Linked DNA regions of Mus musculus: regions 1, 2 and 3 are each linked to region 4. Evidence: chromatin contacts called from public HiChIP or PLAC-seq and promoter capture Hi-C data. All regions are on one chromosome and are shown on one strand. The core of a region is the stretch at or near the end of the contact, and the rest is flanking DNA. Distances in the headings are between cores, read along the strand shown.

What was found. Promoter capture Hi-C pulls out the DNA fragments that hold promoters and counts their contacts. HiChIP or PLAC-seq counts read pairs in DNA pulled down with a chosen protein or histone mark.
Region 1: an H3K27ac HiChIP or PLAC-seq map of microglia shows a contact between it and region 4, with 5 times the contacts expected there. The contact joins the promoter of Tyro3 here to the promoter of Ehd4 in region 4. A contact is called at or near these places in 2 of 39 promoter capture datasets (erythroid cells and pre-B cells), 5 of 484 Hi-C or Micro-C datasets (B cells, embryonic stem cells and uterus), 7 of 115 datasets of contacts at active chromatin or transcription factors (the NIH/3T3 cell line, embryonic stem cells, large pre-B cells and 2 more) and 1 of 9 other capture datasets (adipose tissue).
Region 2: a promoter capture Hi-C map of the HPC-7 cell line shows a contact between it and region 4. The contact joins the promoter of Ltk here to the promoter of Ehd4 in region 4. A contact is called at or near these places in 7 of 39 promoter capture datasets (the C10 cell line, the HPC-7 cell line, cranial neural crest and 4 more) and 2 of 115 datasets of contacts at active chromatin or transcription factors (large pre-B cells and pancreatic cancer cells).
Region 3: a contact with region 4 is called in a promoter capture Hi-C map of pre-B cells, with 2.4 times the contacts expected there. The contact joins the promoter of Lrrc57 here to the promoter of Ehd4 in region 4. A contact is called at or near these places in 1 of 39 promoter capture datasets (pre-B cells), 1 of 484 Hi-C or Micro-C datasets (B cells), 1 of 115 datasets of contacts at active chromatin or transcription factors (effector CD8 T cells) and 1 of 9 other capture datasets (adipose tissue).

What each region holds. Positions count from the first base shown.
Region 1 is chr2:119,797,059-119,801,228 of GRCm38.p6, forward strand. It overlaps Tyro3 (TYRO3 protein tyrosine kinase 3), which reads left to right and starts at 2,456. Exons shown (of 19, transcript NM_019392.2): 1 at 2,456-2,825. The coding sequence starts at 2,732.
Region 2 is chr2:119,757,765-119,762,028 of GRCm38.p6, forward strand. Ltk (leukocyte tyrosine kinase) reads right to left here and starts at 2,667. Exons shown (of 20, transcript NM_203345.2): 1 at 2,488-2,667; 2 at 1,793-1,936; 3 at 1,531-1,702; 4 at 992-1,142; 5 at 760-897; 6 at 483-639; 7 at 215-397. The coding sequence starts at 2,530.
Region 3 is chr2:120,605,932-120,610,669 of GRCm38.p6, forward strand. Lrrc57 (leucine rich repeat containing 57) reads right to left here and starts at 3,427. Exons shown (of 6, transcript NM_001159612.1): 1 at 3,184-3,427; 2 at 2,987-3,092; 3 at 2,742-2,880; 4 at 1,868-2,136; 5 at 17-202. The coding sequence starts at 3,070. Haus2 (HAUS augmin-like complex, subunit 2) reads left to right here and starts at 3,451. Exons shown (of 6, transcript NM_025475.3): 1 at 3,451-3,614. The coding sequence starts at 3,522.
Region 4 is chr2:120,152,061-120,156,633 of GRCm38.p6, forward strand. It overlaps Ehd4 (EH-domain containing 4), which reads right to left and starts at 2,515. Exons shown (of 6, transcript NM_133838.4): 1 at 2,180-2,515. The coding sequence starts at 2,415.

The DNA of each region.
Region 1 (4,170 bases), core at 1,206-3,705, 360 kb before region 4:
TTCTCTAGTCCCAATTTTTACCATTTAACAGAGTAAGGAGATGCTATGGTCTAACTTTGACCTGTCCACAATATGAGTCTGCCACTAGCCCCTCCTTTCACAGCATGTCTTTAGCCATACAATAGCATGTTCCTCCCCTGAGATAGATAGAGCTGGCTCTGGTTCCGTCTGGAGGACAGGAACTCCAGGGACAGCTGCTTCTCTGTTAGGTCAGCTAACATTTCCTGCTGATCTGATTACCTTCCCTCCAAGCAATGCATTTACAGAAGGAAGGGAACTTTTGCAGGCATGCATTTGCACAGGCAGCCATCCTCCTCCAGTCACACACACACACAGACATACACACAAGAACACACTTTCTTCCCATCCACCCACAGAGCGTCAGTCACATTTAGAATTTGCACAAATGCACACCCTCCCTCATACATCACAATGCACACCCTCTCACCCACCTACACATCTCTTCCACAAAAATCACACCTGCTCACATACCCTAGAAGCACATTCCTATGCTATGCCGAGAGAGGAGAGAGGAGAGAGGAGAGAGAGAGAGAGAGAGAGAGAGAGAGAGAGAGAGAGAGAGAGAGAGAGGCGCTGAGTGGGTTTAAGAACTAAGAAACGAACCACTCCTGTATAGCAGATAAAAAGGCAAGGCAGATCAGCACCCCACAGGTTTCTGCCTGCCACTTTGGCCCTGTAAGTAGAAATACTGAGAGCCAGGGCGGATACTGAAATGAAATTAGGAAGATAACATGGAACCAGGATGTCCTTCGGGGAAAGTGAGGTGGGATTTCCCTTCAGGGAAAGCAGACATATTTTCTAGCAGGATGGTGATGTGTCTCAGGCTTAGTTAGAATGCGGAAAGCCACCTCCATGACTTGCCTAAGGAGCCAGTTTAACTGATAACAAAGTATAAACCCTTGGGCTAGAATTCCATATCAGCTCAGGAGTGAAGAACAGGAAGTAGAAGCTGTGTTTGGTCTCTAGATTGAACATCTTCCGGGAATACTCTGTGCCAGGTTAATTGAAATAAAGAGAAGGGTCCCCTTTACTGGAGACAGCGTAGAACAGTTCTGGCTTCCGTTCCAGACTGTCTGACACTCAAAATTCCAAAGCTCTGGAAAAGAGCAAGCTTGTGTGCTTTTCTTTTCTTTTTTCCCCCTTCAGGAAAGCGTCCTGGAGCCATCCTAGAGTTCCCAAGAAAATTGGCAGAGCGCTCAGCAGGAAGTCAGGCCCCTCCGATCCAACTGTTGACCAGACTTGCCAAGAGTCTTCCTATCCTGCCGCCTGGGGGCGCCCCCAGCTGGGTCTGCGGCTGCCGCCAGCACTGCTGTTATCATTAAGATAATTAATAAACAAGCACTGGTGGGCCAAGTGGAGGAAGAGGGAGGCTCCTGCTGCTCAGGAGAATCCCTGGAAAGATCCAGTGAGTATGGGACGTCTCACTGGCTAGTTCTTTCTCCCCATCCAGGACCCCTGGAAAGCGCCTGTTGTGGGTTGTCCTCCAGGGGCCAAGAAGAGGTGAGGACAAGAGGAGGACTTGGCAGGTGCGATTTGGAACCAGCTCTGCATCTTCCTGACAGGATGTCTGTGGGCAGGCCACCTCCAGTGATTACTGGTTGTGGAGCAGGCAATTATTCATTCTTTTAACAAGGATCTGCCTATTTATTTATGGAGTGCCTACTGTGCGCAAGGTGGTCTACTAATAATAGCAGATGTTTCACTAGCTAGTATGAAGACAATGCCAATGTTCACACTATGTCCCAGAAGTGGAGGGGTGGAAAGAGGAAGCAAGAAAGAAGAATGATACCCTCGAAAATCACGGTGATTTTGCTTTGGCCTTCGTAGGCTAGCAGTGGGGATGGACACCTAAGAATTACGAAACAGATCTTGGAAAACTCTAGATGGACGACAAACTGGAAAACACTCTGGGAAGATGGGCTGGGGAGAATGGTCTTTCGATAGGAGAATACTTGGCGATTAAAGGTAGGCTACAAAGATCGAAAAAGAAAAAAAAAACTGGGTGAAAAGCTCAAGCAAAGAGGTACAGGGATGCTAGTAGTTTCTCGGGGAGCTGTTCCAGCCGTCTTGGGGACACCTGAGGGTTGCTGTGTCTAGTAGGTGCTTTGTGTTCTGAGAGGGCTGTGTCGGAGTCTGAGGTCAGGATTTAGAACAGTGTTGGGGTGTGGCAGGAGCTTCCAAGAGGGGTTCTGAGGAGAGGATGGGGTGCCCCGCTGGAGACTGGAAAGTATTTGGGGAAGGAGGGGCGTGGCCGGGTGCCTGTCCAGGGAGCGAGGCAGGTCCTCCGCAGCGGCAGCGGAGTGGCCAGGGCGCGGGTCCCGCTGCGCCTTCTGGAGGTGGGCGGGAGGTCGGGCGGTAAGGGCTGAGGTTAGCGCTCGGCTCTCGCCACCGGGGCTGCGCGGGGGAGGGGGAGGGCGGCACGAGCTCCGCGGAGGGCGGGCGGGCGGGCCGGGAGGAGGCGGCGGCTCGCAGAAGAACATGAATCAGCGGCGGCGGCGGCGGCGGCTGTGGAAGGAGCGCGGTGGCCCAGCCGCAGCCCCGGGGACTCCTCGCTGCTGACGGCGGTGGCCGCGGCTCTAGGCGGCCGCGGGTCCGGGACGCCCGGGCCGAGCGCCGCCCCCCGCCCCTCCCGCGGGCCTCCCGCCCCTCCTCCGCCACCCTCCTCTCTGCGCTCGCGGGCCGGGCCCGGCATGGTGCGGCGTCGCCGCCGATGGCGCTGAGGCGGAGCATGGGGTGGCCGGGGCTCCGGCCGCTGCTGCTGGCGGGACTGGCTTCTCTGCTGCTCCCCGGGTCTGCGGCCGCAGGTAGGGGTGGCCCGGGAGGCGGCGGGAAGCGGGGGGCTGCTGAGCCGCACGACTGAGGGGCGCAGCCCGGGGACGGCAGCGGGCGAGACCCGGGCCTGGGCCGGCCAGAGGTTGGGGTCGGTGGCCGGGGCTGGAAGGCCGAGACTAGGACGCAGCGGGTGTTGGCTGCCAGACCTCCGGCCGCGGCCCCCGCCCCCAACTTTCTCGCGCCCGGGGCTGGCTGGGTGCAAAGGAAGGGAGTGGGGGGTGTGGGCAGTCGGGGGTGCTTAGGACTGTATTTTCCCGCCTCTATGTTCCTAGTAGTCTGCTCCCTTTTCCCCAGTCCTAAGGACCCATTCTGCCTTCCGCACACCCCCGAGGTCCCACTTTGAAACTACAGGATCTGGGTTTGAGCACCCAGGGTTGTGAAGGTGCTGGATTCTAAAATACCTCTGCCCGTACTCTAGTTCCTGTGGCCCTTGGCGCTCCCGGAAACCCGAATGTTGAGTAGCTTGGGTTGGGTGAAGGTTACTGCTTCTTGTGAAGATTAGCTTTACGTTGCCACACAGCCACAGAGGCATTTCCCCGAGGCAGGAGGGCAGCACCTTTGCCTTCAAGTTCACACGCACACATCAGGGTGCAGAGGGGTGTGAAGCTATGTCTCCTTGTCCTGTGAGGGTGAGTGGGAAGGGTAGAGAGACAGGCGCCCCCCCCCTCCCCCGGCAGCAGCCATCCAACAAGCATTTCTTAAAAACTGAGTTCTTTGCCACATTAGCCTTGAAAGGAAAGGAAGCTAAAGAGTGGAAAGTATATGCAGGCTCCGAGGTGCGTATCAGATGCTCAGAGAGCCCAGGAATTTACCTAGGGTTACACAGTAAGGAGCAGAAAGAACAGGTCTGGATTTCCTTTATGCAGATTCTTCACCTGCCCATCTGTTTAATACATGCCAGGAGGGTGTGTGTGTGTGGGCGTGTGTTTGTGTGTGTCTACCCTTGCCTGAAGAGGGTAAGATTTTAATAAGTGGGCCCTGTTGATGCCACAGTAGCTCCGGGGTCTTGGGGCTTCTGCTTAGGGCCCCACCCCTCCCTTCTGCCTCCCGTCTTCCTAGCACCCGCCCCAGCACACATTCAGGTATTAATAGAGCAGGCGGCTGCCAGGAAGGCTGCCATGTGTTTGATCTGACGTGGTTTTGTAGCCATATGTTCTCCACTTCAGGGGAGCATTCCCTCCTTCCCTCTTCTCAACCTCCCTTCGTTTTACAGGGTGGAGTCAGGGATACTAGCAGCAGTTCGTGGGCTTGACTGACACCCTGGGCAGAGAGCTGGCAGCCTGTTGCACTGGTTGGGTAGAGCAGTCATGCCCAGGA
Region 2 (4,264 bases), core at 1,417-3,916, 390 kb before region 4:
TACTTCTGCCTCCAGCACGCGCTGCAGGCGAGTGTGCCACCCCGCCCAGGCCTGACCTGGTCAGACCTCCTTTGTAAGAGCACCTGCTGGGGCCTGGCACAGTGGAGAGTGGGGCATTCCCCATCTATCCTCTGGAAAGCTCAGGCCAGGTTCTTAGGCTCTACCGTCACATCACCCGGGCTGTCCGACTAACCCTCCCAACGGGTGCACCTACCCCGGTAGCCGCCGCCACCGCCGCCCGCCGCGCAGGCCCCGCCGCCGCCCCCGAAGCCTCCCGCCGCAGCCCAGCGGAGCGCAGCCCAGGCCTCCGCGCAGCCCTCGCCGCCCTCGGCCCCTTCCCGCGGCGAGCGTCCGGCCTGCGGAGAGTGGGCTCGCGACGTCCAGCCGCTCCCTCCACCTGCGAAGCGACAGCAAGCGACGAGCAGTGGCGTTGCGGAGCCGCTCGCCTCTCCCCGCCTCTCCCCGCCGGGCGGAGCGCTCACCTGCCGCGCCTCCTCTCCCGCCGCTGCCCGGCGCCGCCGCGCGGGTCTCCAGCCTCTCGGGGACGGCCTGAGTCCGGCCGCGGTCAGGTCGCCTCCGGTAGGACCTCCCGCCGCCTCCCGCCGCCACCAGCAGCGGCTCTGGCTCCCCCGCGCGCAGCTATGGGGCCAGTGGCCGGTCAGGGGCCGCACCCGGGTCCTGAGCCCGGGGAACCCAGAGGGAGAGCGGAGCCTGGGCTACCCAGCTGGGGGTCGAGGCGACAGCACCCGGTGCACCTACCCGGAAGATGGAGGTGGCGCCTCCGCCACCCCCGCCCCCGCCGGCCCAGCGTCTCCAGCCTGGGATCCTTTCGGTCCCATAGGTGGTTGCATGCTCCCCAGACTCTCCCAGACAGACGAGTTGGCTCTCAGGGCTCCCCTGGGTGGCACCAAGGTGAAATGCTGCGTGACCAGGGACTCTCTCCTCCCCCAGCTCTCGGACCGGGCGCCCCTGTCCCACTCGCCCCGCTTACTCCGGGACAGGCGTCCTGGCCCTGCTGCCCCACAAGGATGTACACCGGCTCCCCGCGACGGAGGAAGAAGACTGCTGAGAGGAAGATGCCGTGCGCCCGTGACAGGTGGTTTTGGGCGCCCTTGCCGCCCGCCGCTCCGTAGGCGGAGATCCTGCAGGAGGAGAGAGCACCGGTCCGCGTCTCAGTCCTAGGCGCCTCGGTCCTGGACCAGGCGGCGGCTCAAGGTCGGGAACCCGTGGCCGGAAAGCTTCTTCCTAAGGGACTTAGATGGACTGTGAAGGGATGGGGAAGAACCGAGTTTTGGGTTGGGTTCCACGAGTATTTCAAGAGCGTTAACGGAGATGGCTGGAATCATCCAGCCCCATCTTCAGCCACCGTTGATTGGGCGGCCGTCCTGACGATGGTTAACTTAGGAGGAGGACAGACAATCGAAGTGACTGACACTAGACTTCTCTGCGGAATGTTTTAAGATAACTTCCCTGGTCTGTAGAACCTCAGCCTAAGAGGTGATTGCCACCCTCTTCCTGCTGGGCACTTACAGATACTGGCCTGTGTCTGGCACCCGCCACAGCTGCACGCCTTTGAGCGGCCCGGCAGCCCCCACTGTCACCATCACGCTGCTTCCTGTGTATGCCCCATCGCACTGTGTTTGTGTGGGTCCGCTCCTGCCGCTGGCGCCACAGGTGTTAAACACCCAAGGCCCCCGTGTGCCTAGGTACAAAGGGAGAAGGAAAAAGTTCCTCTCCAGGCCTAGGGATCTGGAGATGGTGAACCAAGAAAAGGGAGGAGCCTGAAACTCACCTAGAGGATTTGGGAGGGAAGCTGGCTCCAATTTACTGGGTGTGGGGGTGACTTTCTGCTCCTGGGAATTGAGTACCAGCACCGGCAAAAGCGAAGGTGTTAGAAAAGGTGTCTGGAACTCCGAGTTGGAGCAAAGAATAGTTCCTGAAAGGTGACAGGAAGAAGGGTTAGATGATGCAGAATGTGACAGGGGAGACATAAGAGATGGATAGCCACTCAGCAGTACCCTGCTTCCAGCCACACCCCGAATGCCGCCCAGCTGGTGCATACAGAGGCTGAAGCTAGACACCTACCACCCAACCGGGTTTCCCAAGCCTTGCAAGGTGTCTACATATATCATGACATATACATATATCTACATATATACATATATATATATATACATATATATATATATATATATATACATATATGTCTACATATATCATTCCAGAGCTCTCATGGAGTGACTTGGGGGCTGCACCGCTCTCTGTTGTACAGCACCCCACCACCTCTCCTCTCTCTAGCTTCCTCCCAAGTAGTGCCAAGGCCCCATCTGATTCTTAGATTCGGACGTGCTCCGCACCTTTCTTGCTGTACTCTAAAAGCACAAGGCCACCTTAGAAGGAACCATTGAGACCTGGTCTGTTGCTAATGCAGCCCCAAATCTAGTTGTCTCTGGTTGGCTGGTACCCTGACCACCAAACAGCACTTACCAGCAGCTCCCAGCCACAGCAGCAGCCGGTGGGAGCAGCCCATCGCCCAATCCCTTGGTTCCAGCAAAGGATGATGGTTGAGAACTCGATTCCCTAGCTGCAGTTTATAGGCGTGTCAGCAGTCTCAGAGCTATCACCACTACCCTGCCGACTTCCAACTGGCCTGTATACACTCACGTCAGACCCGGGAAATAGAAGGAAAAGGCGGAGCATGAGGACAGCGAGGTCCCCAGGCTTCTGGGAGGAGCCTTGCTGAGCTGAAGGGCTCTAGTCCCCACCTATGGCACACCAACAAACTAGTGAGTTCCTGGTAGGAGAAAAAGTTGACTCTACATTATACCTTTGTGATAGGCTGGACAGCACCTAGTACATGGCAGTAGCTTTTGTGGGTCTCAGGATAGCATCAATAGTGAATGGCTTTATTGGTGTCAGTGTTAGTTTAAGTGCATGATCACACATGGGAAGTATGTAGAGCCTCCAAAAATCCACCTGCCTCTGCCTCCTGGGTGATGGCGACTAAACTGTCCCCCATAAGGCATTATTGCTTGCCATTGCTGTGTCCCTTTCTGACCATGAGGCAGGACATCCCAGTACCTCAGAATCATGACTTTCTGAGTTTGTTGCACACTGTTCCTGTGGACAATTTCTTACTGCCATGACTGGATAAGGTGTTGAAAAATGTGGACAGTGTTGCTCACATTTGTAACCCAGCACCTGCCAAGTGGAGATGGGACCCCAAGTTCAGTGTTATCTTCTGCTTTCAAACTGGATGCCAGCCTGGACTTACATGAGACTTCCTCTCAAAAAGCTAATAGATATGTTAAAAAGATGTCAGAAGCCGGGTGGTGGTGGCGCATGCCTATGATCCCAGCACTTGGGAGGCAGAGGCAGATTTCTGAGTTCGAGGCCAGCCTGGTCTACAAAGTGAGTGCCAAGACAGCCAGGGGTACACAGAGAAACCCTGTCTCTGAAAGAGAAAAAAAAAAAAAAAGATGTCAGAAGATTCAAGTGCTAGCATTCCCAGGCAATGCAGAGTGGCTCAGCCACAGGCCACCAACTGCAAAATCACATGGAAGGATAGTTTTGTGTATTGTGTCCTTTATCTTTTGTTCAAAATGCTAATGTTAAGCCAGGCATGGTGGCTCATGCCTGTAATTCCTGCACTTGGAAGGCTGAAGCAGCAGGATTGCTATGAGTCCCCTCAAAACAAAAACAAAATCTTCCTACCAGAATAAATCTTTTGCAAAGGATCTCAGCTATCTGTAGAAGAGTGCAAATTTCTTTTTTTTAATTAATTTATTTGTTCAGCGCCCCACCCCCAGCCTCTCCCCTCAAGGTTCCTAATTTCTAATCCATGGGTATAAACCACCCAGGAGGCTAAAATCCCACCAGGGTCATTAGCACTGCACAAATAATGGTCTTGTGGGTTGCCTGACTCCCTGCCCTCTGCCGGCCTCCAAGGGGGAAAGCAAAGGTTACAGGAGGAGTTTCTTTGGGAGGAGGCAACTAAGGGAAGAACCATCCCAATAAACACATACTGGACTTAAAAAAACCCAAAAAACTAAGTCAATGACTGAAGCCTAAACGCTAAAGATGTTTTTACTTCTAAAAACTGAAGCTGGGCCTATCAGGTAACTAGCTAATTAGTAAATTCTGAGTATCTAATACTAACTCTAGCTACGGTAGATTTTATAAAAATGGAGAACTCATGACCCACTGAGTTCTATAGATATCACCATCACTCTCTTTCATGGATAAAATTTTGTTTTAATAAGCT
Region 3 (4,738 bases), core at 2,177-4,676, 450 kb after region 4:
AGATGTTAATACACACCTTATCATAACCCTCTAGTTCTCGAAGTTTCTTTATTTCAAAGAGATTGCCTTCCACAGCAAGCAGGCAGATTTGGGAGTCACTGAGGATGCTCTGTGGAAGCATGCTGAGCTCAAGGCAGTTCTCTTCCAGCCGGAGGACCTTGAGGCGAGGACAGCAGGATATCTTCACAGAGAGCTGAGAGATCTGTCAACAACCAAACAGTAAGAGGACAGAGAGCATAATGGCCACGTTACTACACTGAAACAGCTCTTGACTGTGTCCTAGTTTTTCTTTTACCGCCTCCGTTTTCTCACTACCTACTCGCACAGAAGCCTGTAACATACCTTCTGTTACTCCTCCACTTCCAAATTATTTGAAGGTTACCAGTAGCTTTTCAGAAATAAAAACCAATAATAAAAGCACTGTGTATTTATTGTAGGAAATAATGTAAGTTTAAGGGAAAAGCTTACCAGCAAGCTGCCACTCAGAAACAACCACATGAACATCTTGATACCTACCACTCTGCTGAAGCCAAAGTCATGCTTCCCACACTGCAGCATCTGCCTGGACTACCCATTTCTTGAGGCTCCCTCTAGTGCATGACTTCTGAATTTTTCCTGAAAATTTTTTGGGGGTGTCATTTTTTGTTGTTTGCTTTCTTTTTGTTTTTTTGAGACAGAATTTCTCTGAAGCACTGGCCTTGAACTTGCTCTGTAAACCAAGTTTGCCTCTAACTTAAGAGATCTCCCTGCCTCTGCCTCCTGAGTGTTGGGATGAAAGGCATGCATCACCACCACCCTTTTTATTTCTTTATAATTATATTCAAGCAGAAATAAATTCCTAATGCTTCCTATTTAACATTTAGAACCTTCTAGAAAACAATCATTCTTAAAACCATTTCACTTGTGACTTCAAAATCTGTATCAACAGTCCTGTGTACTAATCTCGAATACAGCTGTGTATCTACAGTTTTCACTAAAACTAAATTCTGGTCACTAAATTCTGTTGACTACCTGCATCTCAAACCATCACCTAGGAACTTACAGAAAATGCAGATTCTGCAGATTCTTAGACTTCTCACGTACTGAATCAAACACTTAGGTGACCTTAAGGTCCCCAGGTTATCCAAGTAAGGTCTGAGAAACTGGTCTAGTAGTAGGGAATGTGGAATTATTCAACGAATACCAATGACAGTTCTTTCCTAGAAATCTCAGGAAAAAGACAAAACCAACCTCAAAGGCTGAATATTATGCTAACTACAATTTAGCACAGTAATAACATGAACATAGTAGCTAATATACATGCATAATGTACATATACATAAATGCTAAAAACTCAAGGCTACCGAATCTCAAATGTTTCATCACTGTGCCTCATATCTGAAGCAGAGCACCATCTCCATACTAATGTTAACCAAGGAGCTTCAAAACATTTCACATGTAAAGTCGTCCAATTATAACGTAGCTCCAGAACAGCTATCACATGGATTTCTCAACAATTTCTAACGTCTGACTCTCAGATCCTATGGGTACAGGTCTCATTCCTACACTATATCACCCCTGACACGGCTCCTCACTAAATAATGGGTGTGAAAAGAAAATATCTGTAAAACCTTCGATAGGTTTAATTTTGTGTGTGTGTGTGTGTAATTATCTCACCCTGTTACTCCTTCCTCAAAACACTTTCAACACAATTACACAGCCACTATCAACCCACTCCATGATTCTGGGCATTGGAGTAAGTTCACCTTATATATCTTTTAGCTTCTAATTTCCAACTCCATGATTATCGTTTAAGGAACAAGAAATCAGAAGACCATAAATGCAAACATACACTGGGGAGAGGGGCAAAACAACACAAAGTATGGACCTGGTTCTGGTTGAGATTGAGTTCGATGGCCTGCAGCTCCCCAACTGTGTCAGGTATACTCCGAATCTGGTTTTTAGAGAGATCTACTACATCTAGATGTCTCAGGCAACAAAGCTGGGGGGGTAATGCTCCCAGCTGATTCCCAGAGAGGCTCAGCGTCTTCAGGGCAGACAACTGCCCAAAGGTAGATGGTAGCTCTCTCAGGTGATTGTTGTTGAGACTTAGTGTCTCTAGTTTTTTCAGATTGCATAATTCATCAGGTAGAACAGCTGGTGAAGAAGAAATTAAAAAACAAATCCGATAGAATTAATGACATTTATAAAAAGACAGTATGGTAGCCTGCTTCATCTTGTTTTTGAGACAGGATCTCATTAAGTTGTCTAGGATAGCCTTGAAATTAAGATCTTTCTGCCTCAACCTCTGAGTAGCTGGGGCTACTGTAGGTCTAAGTCACCAGGTCTGGCTTCTTACATAGAATTCTCACAGGTCATGTTTAGGTTTCACAAACTGTTTGGGAGGTTAAGAAGCCATCAAAATGCAGAAAATTGTGTATGTGTGTAAGGGGTTCCTTTTGCTTAGCTGTATTCTAAAAACGATCTGAGGGAGTTTAAAAGATCCTCCCATTCCACCCTGCCCCGAAATTAGATAACTGTTTATATCGATTCCCAAAGGTCTTCCAGGTCCAAATTAACCTAGTAATAATCATTATACCACCCAAAGAGGCTTTTATATTTAATTACAAGAGATTAAAGCTTCAATACTCTAACATTCTGCATCCCCTAAAATGATTTCATAACAAAAATCATCTAACAGGAAAAACACCCTTCATAACTGCTGATTACTAGCAAAAGCTGCCCAGACACAAATTCCATACTCAGTTTGTTGTTGTTGAGGGAGAGGCTCTTTAGCAGAGTGAACTTTCCTATTATCAGAGGCGGTAGGCTGTCAATCTTGTTGTTGGATAAATCGATGGTCCTAAGATTGCTTGTCAGCTTCTGCAACTCTGAGGGGAACTGGAGAAAGGAGCTCACAGTTTGGAAAAATCCTGCACCAATAGTCTTCGCCACCCCGCCAACCCTAGCCCTTTTAGTTTCTTGGTCCGGTCCCCTCAGGTCTCACCTCGGTCAGACCACGGTCTTTAAGCTGAAAGACACCAGTTTTCTGCGCTGTTTCCACATGAGCACGGAGAGCACTGTTACCCATCCTAGCGCCACGGCTCAGTTCCCTGCAGGAAAAGAAGCATAGCTGTCACCGCCTAGTCTAGACATACAGTCGTCGCTAAATCTCCCGTTTGGGTCTCCTGTCCCAATTGTCACCTTCTGCCTATCCCTACTTCCCTGGGGCCAGCCCAAGAGTGGCAAGGAGAAAACAGGCGAGCAGGCAGCGCTACCACAAGGTCCTGATGCTTTGGCAGCAGAGCTAAGGGCCAGGGAGCCTCCGATAGCTGCTGCCGGAACAGGGAGCTTGAGACTCGCCTCCTACCGCTCAGTGCAAAGAAGACTCCGCCAGGGAACACCGGGGACCCGCGCTCGCCTGAGACGCGCTCCCAGGGCTTCCGCCCGGGCAGGAACGCCCTGTGACATCATCAAACCGCGCGCCTGTTCGCGGTGTTGCCCCTCACTCCTCGCGCCAGTTCCAGAGGTGTGCGGAAGCCATGGCGGCCGCCAACCCGTGGGACCCAGCGTCCTCGCAGACTGCAGCTGGGTTACTGCTAAACCACTTGGTAGCTTCGGGCATAGTCACTAAGGTACGTGGGGGCGGCGATGGCGTCATCAAGGTGGCGACAGAATTCTGCTGTGAGGTGGTGGTCCTGGTTATGCGGGCGTGAGTGAGCCAGCTGAGGACTGTGACCATACTCCCGTGGGTTCTTCGAGTGTGAGGGACTGAGTGGCTGGTGCACTGAGTGACTGAGCACTCTGTTTTGAGTGCCTGCGGGTTATCCCAGGACGGTTTGTGGGAGATGGAACAGCGCTCCACTTTTTTTTTCTTCCAGTGACACTACCTCTAGAACAAGTGTTCCTAAGGCTGCGACCCTTTAATACAGTTCTTCTGTAGGACCCCCGATATGGGGACTCCTACTCTAGTCCAGGGATAGGGTGCACCCACGAACACACAAGAATCCTTCTTGTTGCAATACACACGAGGCTTTATTGGCAGAGCTCTGGGCCGACACGTACCTCACACAGGAGGCAGGGGAGTCGACCCCGAGTCTCCAGAGCTAGGGGTTTTTGTAAAAGAAAAAGGGATAGGGATGCGAGGAATTTTAACAAAGGTATGGGATTGGGTCATTCAAACATTAACAGTAAGATTACATGTCAGCCAAAGGGCATCCGGACCTTGTTCCTGTGGGCTGGGGGCTTAACTTTGTTCTCATAGCAACCAGGTGATGTATGAAGCAATGCTGGGCCTCCAAGAAAAGGCCAAAATCTTTCACAGCGTAATGCCATCACAGTTCACCCTTATTATTTTAGCACTATTTATTTAGAGACCGAGTCTTGCTGTGTAGCCCTAGATGGTCTGTAACTCACTATCCCTGGCATTACAGGTGTGTACCGCCATGCCTGGCTGTTAACTCACTTTATAAGATGATATGGCAAAGAGGAGAGGGTAATGGGATCTAATTCTTCCAGCTTGCTGAGAGATACTGGAAGATTTTTTAGTCTTTTTAGGTGTTTCCTTTTTTTTAATGGAGAGGTGTCCTCACTCTATCCTAGGCTAGCCTTGAACACTGAGCCATCTTCCTGCTTCCAGCTCCTAAGACTCCCAAGTCTCTCGTGTCAACCATATGGAGGGCTGAATTTAGATCCCTAACGCCCAAGTAAAAGCAGTATGTGATGGTGCGTGTCCTAGAGCTAGGGGCCAGATACAGGT
Region 4 (4,573 bases), core at 1,265-3,764:
ACAGGTGCCCTCTGTTTACTGTTTTCCTCCTGGAAACCAATCACTTCCCCCTACTGCTCTCTAAAACCAATTTCAGATGCCACAAGTGAAGATTCATCCAGCTTCCTGTCTGTAGTATCTTCTTCTAACCCCAAGGTCCACTTTGGGCCCTTTGTGGAATAGCAAAGCCACTGGCCCAAGCTCCCAGCTAAGGTGATTCCTCCCTGGGTTGCAGCTTCTACTGAGTTCCAGCTCTAAAAAGGGCTTAAGAAGTATAGCCATAAGCCAAGCGTGGTGGTGCACACCTTTAATCCCAGCACTCAGGAGGCAGAGGCAGGTGGCTTTCTGAGTTCCAGGCCAGTCTGGTCTACAAAGTGAGTTCCAGGACAGCCAGGGCTATACAGAGAAACCCTGTCTCGAAAAACCAAAAAAAAAAAAAAAAAAAAAAAGAAGTAGAGCCATGAGTCAAATCTCAGAACCTGCCTTTTAGCCCTCTCCCACAAAGCTTCTCAAAACTGAAGCACAGAAGAATGAGAATATAACAAAATAATATGAGGCGGGGAAAGAGGATTGCTCCACCTTCCTGAGAATTGCGTTGTACTCTCCTACCTGAGGCTTGTTTACGAGTCAGGCTACAGTCAGAGGAATGCACTGTCTTCAGGCTAGGTCAGTACAGAATCAAGAAAGGCTCCCTAATTATGCATAGGTACCGTGAGGCCCATGGCACGTACAGGAGGAAATGGTGGGACTGCTGTGTATCTGCCACCAGTACATTTTAAAATGCTATACTCTTATTGCTCTAAGCTTAAAAGTTCTCTCTTCACTCCTGTAATATTATCCTGATAATTCACAACTGCGACTACCAAGACCTTAATGTACCACCTGCTTGCCATTTATTTTGTTTTTGTTTCCTAGGTTTTGTTGCTGTTCTTATTGCTGTTGTTTTGAAGACGGTCTTTTGTTGTCTAGTCAGGGTTATCCTAGATTGCGTTATGTAGCCCAGGCTGGCCTGGAAGGCAAAATAACCATGATCCAGCTTCCCCAGTCCTTGGATTACAGGCAAGCACCATCTCAACTAGCCCTTTGCATCTGTCAGTTACTGTAATATTTCTAGGTTCATTTCTGAGTTAACATATTCAACACTGTTTTCAGCTAATTTAAAAGCATTACATGAAATAATTTCAACATTATTTTCCCCCTCTCTTCGTTCACATTTCAAACTACAGTGTATTGCCTTTGTTGAGTTCATTCACAGTGTATCTACAGGCCTGGATTTAACATATTTCTTGTAGTGACAACTTTTCTATTTTTTTGGAACTCTTTAGGTCACAGGAGGGGAAAAAAAGGAGGTCATACCTAAAAGAAATGGCATGTCCCCAAGACAGATGCAGTTTTCTGAACACCTGTTGAACATCAAATGATGATGAGTGTTCTAATTCCAAAACTCAGGATCCAGATCTTAAATGTTCAGTCACTTTGCTTCGTCTGATAAGGATTTGAACGTCGATTCTTCCCAAAGATAGGGAAATAGACGCCTCATTTAAAAAGCAGTCCGTTTCATTGTAAATTATTTCTCATCGAGTCACTCTAGAGGAAGCTGTGTGGTTGGAACTGCAGGGCAAGCCGGTTATTGCTTCCGGAGACAGAGTGACCGTGACAAATATTTTCAGTTTGTCAAGGGTGAAGAAATGGAAACTAGCAAACAGTAACCTGACACTCCCCTTCAGTCCACAGGCTGGTGAGGCAGCTACACTGTAGGCTAACTTCCTATAGACCATAAAGCTGGATGATAGCAGCCCCGCCGCTGTGGCGGAACGTGGCACCTAGGGCATGGCAATACTCCTACTGTGGCATTCACTCATTCATTCATTCGTTCGTTCGTTCATTCATTCTCACTGTGCTGGAAGGTTACCTCTCCACCTAGGAGCCGCATTCCTTCATTATCACTTTCAGCACTAGGTTGCACTAATGATGAGCCTTGCCTTCTCTCCCTTTCCTGCACTCCCAGGCCAGGGTGACAGGCTCAAGGAAGGCCTTGGCAACAGCAAGGAAGGGGCTCGCAGCGCGCTGGGGGCCGGTCTCAGGGGAGGGAGCCTTGGGAAACGGGACCCGGGAAGGCGACGGGCCACCAAGCTCGGAGTGTAACCTGAGGGCAGGCCGTGCGCTAGCGGAGGGGTAGCGAGCCGACGAGGCAAATTACCTGATGAACGTGGTCTTGCCCGTGCTGTACTGGCCCACCAGCAGGATCATGGGCTTGTTTTCGAAGTCGGCGTCCTCCAGCGCTGGCGAGTGAAACTCGTGGAAGCGGTACGCCTCCTCCAGCGGCAGCACCTTGCGCTGGTACAGAGAGCGCAGGCCGCCCGTCACCGTCTGCACCGCGTCCATGCCGCCCGAGCGCTCGCGCCCGCCAGCCTGCCGCCCCATCCAGCTGAACATGCTGCCGCCCCACAACTTGCCGCCGCCGCCGCCGCACTTCAGTAAGAACCCCAGAACCCGCGTCGCTCGCTCTCTGTGCCCGACAGTAGCTCTCGCCGCCGCCCGCTCCTGGGTCCGCCCCCTGCCGCAACGACCAATCATCAGCCGCTGCGTCACGGGCGCGCGCTCATTATTCAGCAGCGATCTCAGGTCCTTCCTCATTGGGCGTTTGCCAGCGACTGGGTGGAAGCTCTAGCCAATGGAAAGGCGATCCTTGAATTATTGATGACGGCATCGGTCTAGAGGGCTGATCCCGGAGAGGGTGTAGTCCAGGCGGGGTGACACAGGCGCGTCTACCCGGGTACATCCTTCTGGCCAGGTGGCGTTGGCTTCCGGGCAAGTCTGAGCTGGCAAGAATGAACCACCGGAGGCTGTCCTCCTGGAACTCGACTCATCCCAAGTCTCCGGACGTGGATACTGGGGACAGAAAACTCAGAAAGTTGACAGACAAGTTCCTTTTCCTGGGGCAGGTTATTGCCCTGTTTACTACTGTCGAAGATACTCAGGCTCACCGATATAATTGGCAAAAATTGGAGAGAAAATGGACTTCAATCTATTTGCGCAGACACTTCTGCCTCCATTCAACTCTGGATCAATTAAAGGCCTCTTTCTGCTAGACACTAGTAGAAATAATTGACCATCACCTGTGTATCCTAAGCGAGAAATAGTGTTAGCGCATTTTCAGTGTGGCCAATGAGGCCAGCTGCATAGGAATAACCCAAGAGGCTTGTTAAAATGCAGGTCTCTAGTTCTTGATACAGACCCACCAAATAAAATGTTGAGAGATGCAGCTCAACAAATGCCTGCAGATGATTCTTGTCTGCATAAAGTTTGGAGAAAGATTGTGTGGGAATGACTTCTTGAACTTGGTGGAAATGCAGAGCTGATTCAGCAAGTAGTTGTAAAATTGCATTTTAAAGATCGTTCAGGTGTTGCCAGTGCAGCAAGGGTGGTTTTGTTGTTGGTGGTGGTGGTGGTGGGGTTTGGTTTGGTTTGGGTTTTTTATTTATTTGTTTATTTTTATTTTATTTTATTTTATTTTACTTTTATTTTGATTTTTCAAGACAGGGTTTCTCTGTGTAGCCATGGCTGTCCTGGAACTCATCTGTAGACCAGGCTGGCCTCGAACTCAGAAATCGGCCTGCCTGTGCCTGTGCCTCTGCCTCTGCCTCTCTGCCTCTCTGCCTCTCTGCCTCTCTGTCTCTCTCTGCCTCTCTGTCTTTCTCTGCCTCTCTGTCTCTCTCTGCCTCTCTGTCTCTCTCTGCCTCTCTCTCTCTGCCTCTCTCTCTCTCTCTGCCTCTCTGTCTCTCTCTGCCTCTCTCTCTCTCTGCCTCTCTCTCTCTGCCTCTCTCTCTGCCCCTCTCTCTCTCTCTCTGCCCCTCTCTCTCTGCCCCTCTCTCTCTGTCTCTCTCTCTCTCTGCCTCTCTGCTTCTCTGCCTCTCTGCCTCTCTGCCTCTCTGCCTCTCTGCCTCTCTGCCTCTGCCTCTCTGCCTCTGCCTCCCAAGTGCTGGGATTAAAGGCATGCACCGCCACTGCAGGGCATCAAGGGTGTTTATGACAGCTTTGTTCGTCACTAAAACTTGGAAACAACCAAGATGGCCTTTAGTAGGAGAATCACTAAACTATGTATATCCAGACCAAAAGCTGCTGTCTCTAGGAGGTGAACTTATTAGTGAAGTTTCTAGCTACAAGAACCAGATATATCTACATGCTAGAAACAACAATTGGACATTCAAGTAGAAAATCTGCATGCCTTGGAATAGCACCCAAACAAAGAGATGTTTAGTGCTAAATCTAAATAAAATGTACCAGATCTATATGCTGAGAATCAAAATATATTTCTAAGAGAAATGGAGACCTGAACATACTGCCCATACCTACCCTGTTCGTGGACCAGAAGACTCAACATTAAGATACAAAATTTTCCCCAATTCGTTTAATGCAATCCTCAGCAGGTTTTTGTTTTAGTCAGACTTAACAAAATGATTCTCAATTTCACATGATGGATGTGAAGTTCCCAGAATAAATACAACAATGTAAAATATAACAAAAATGGAATTCTTATATTACCTAATTTCAAGACTAATAAAGCTTTGAAAATCAAGACCCGGTGGTATTA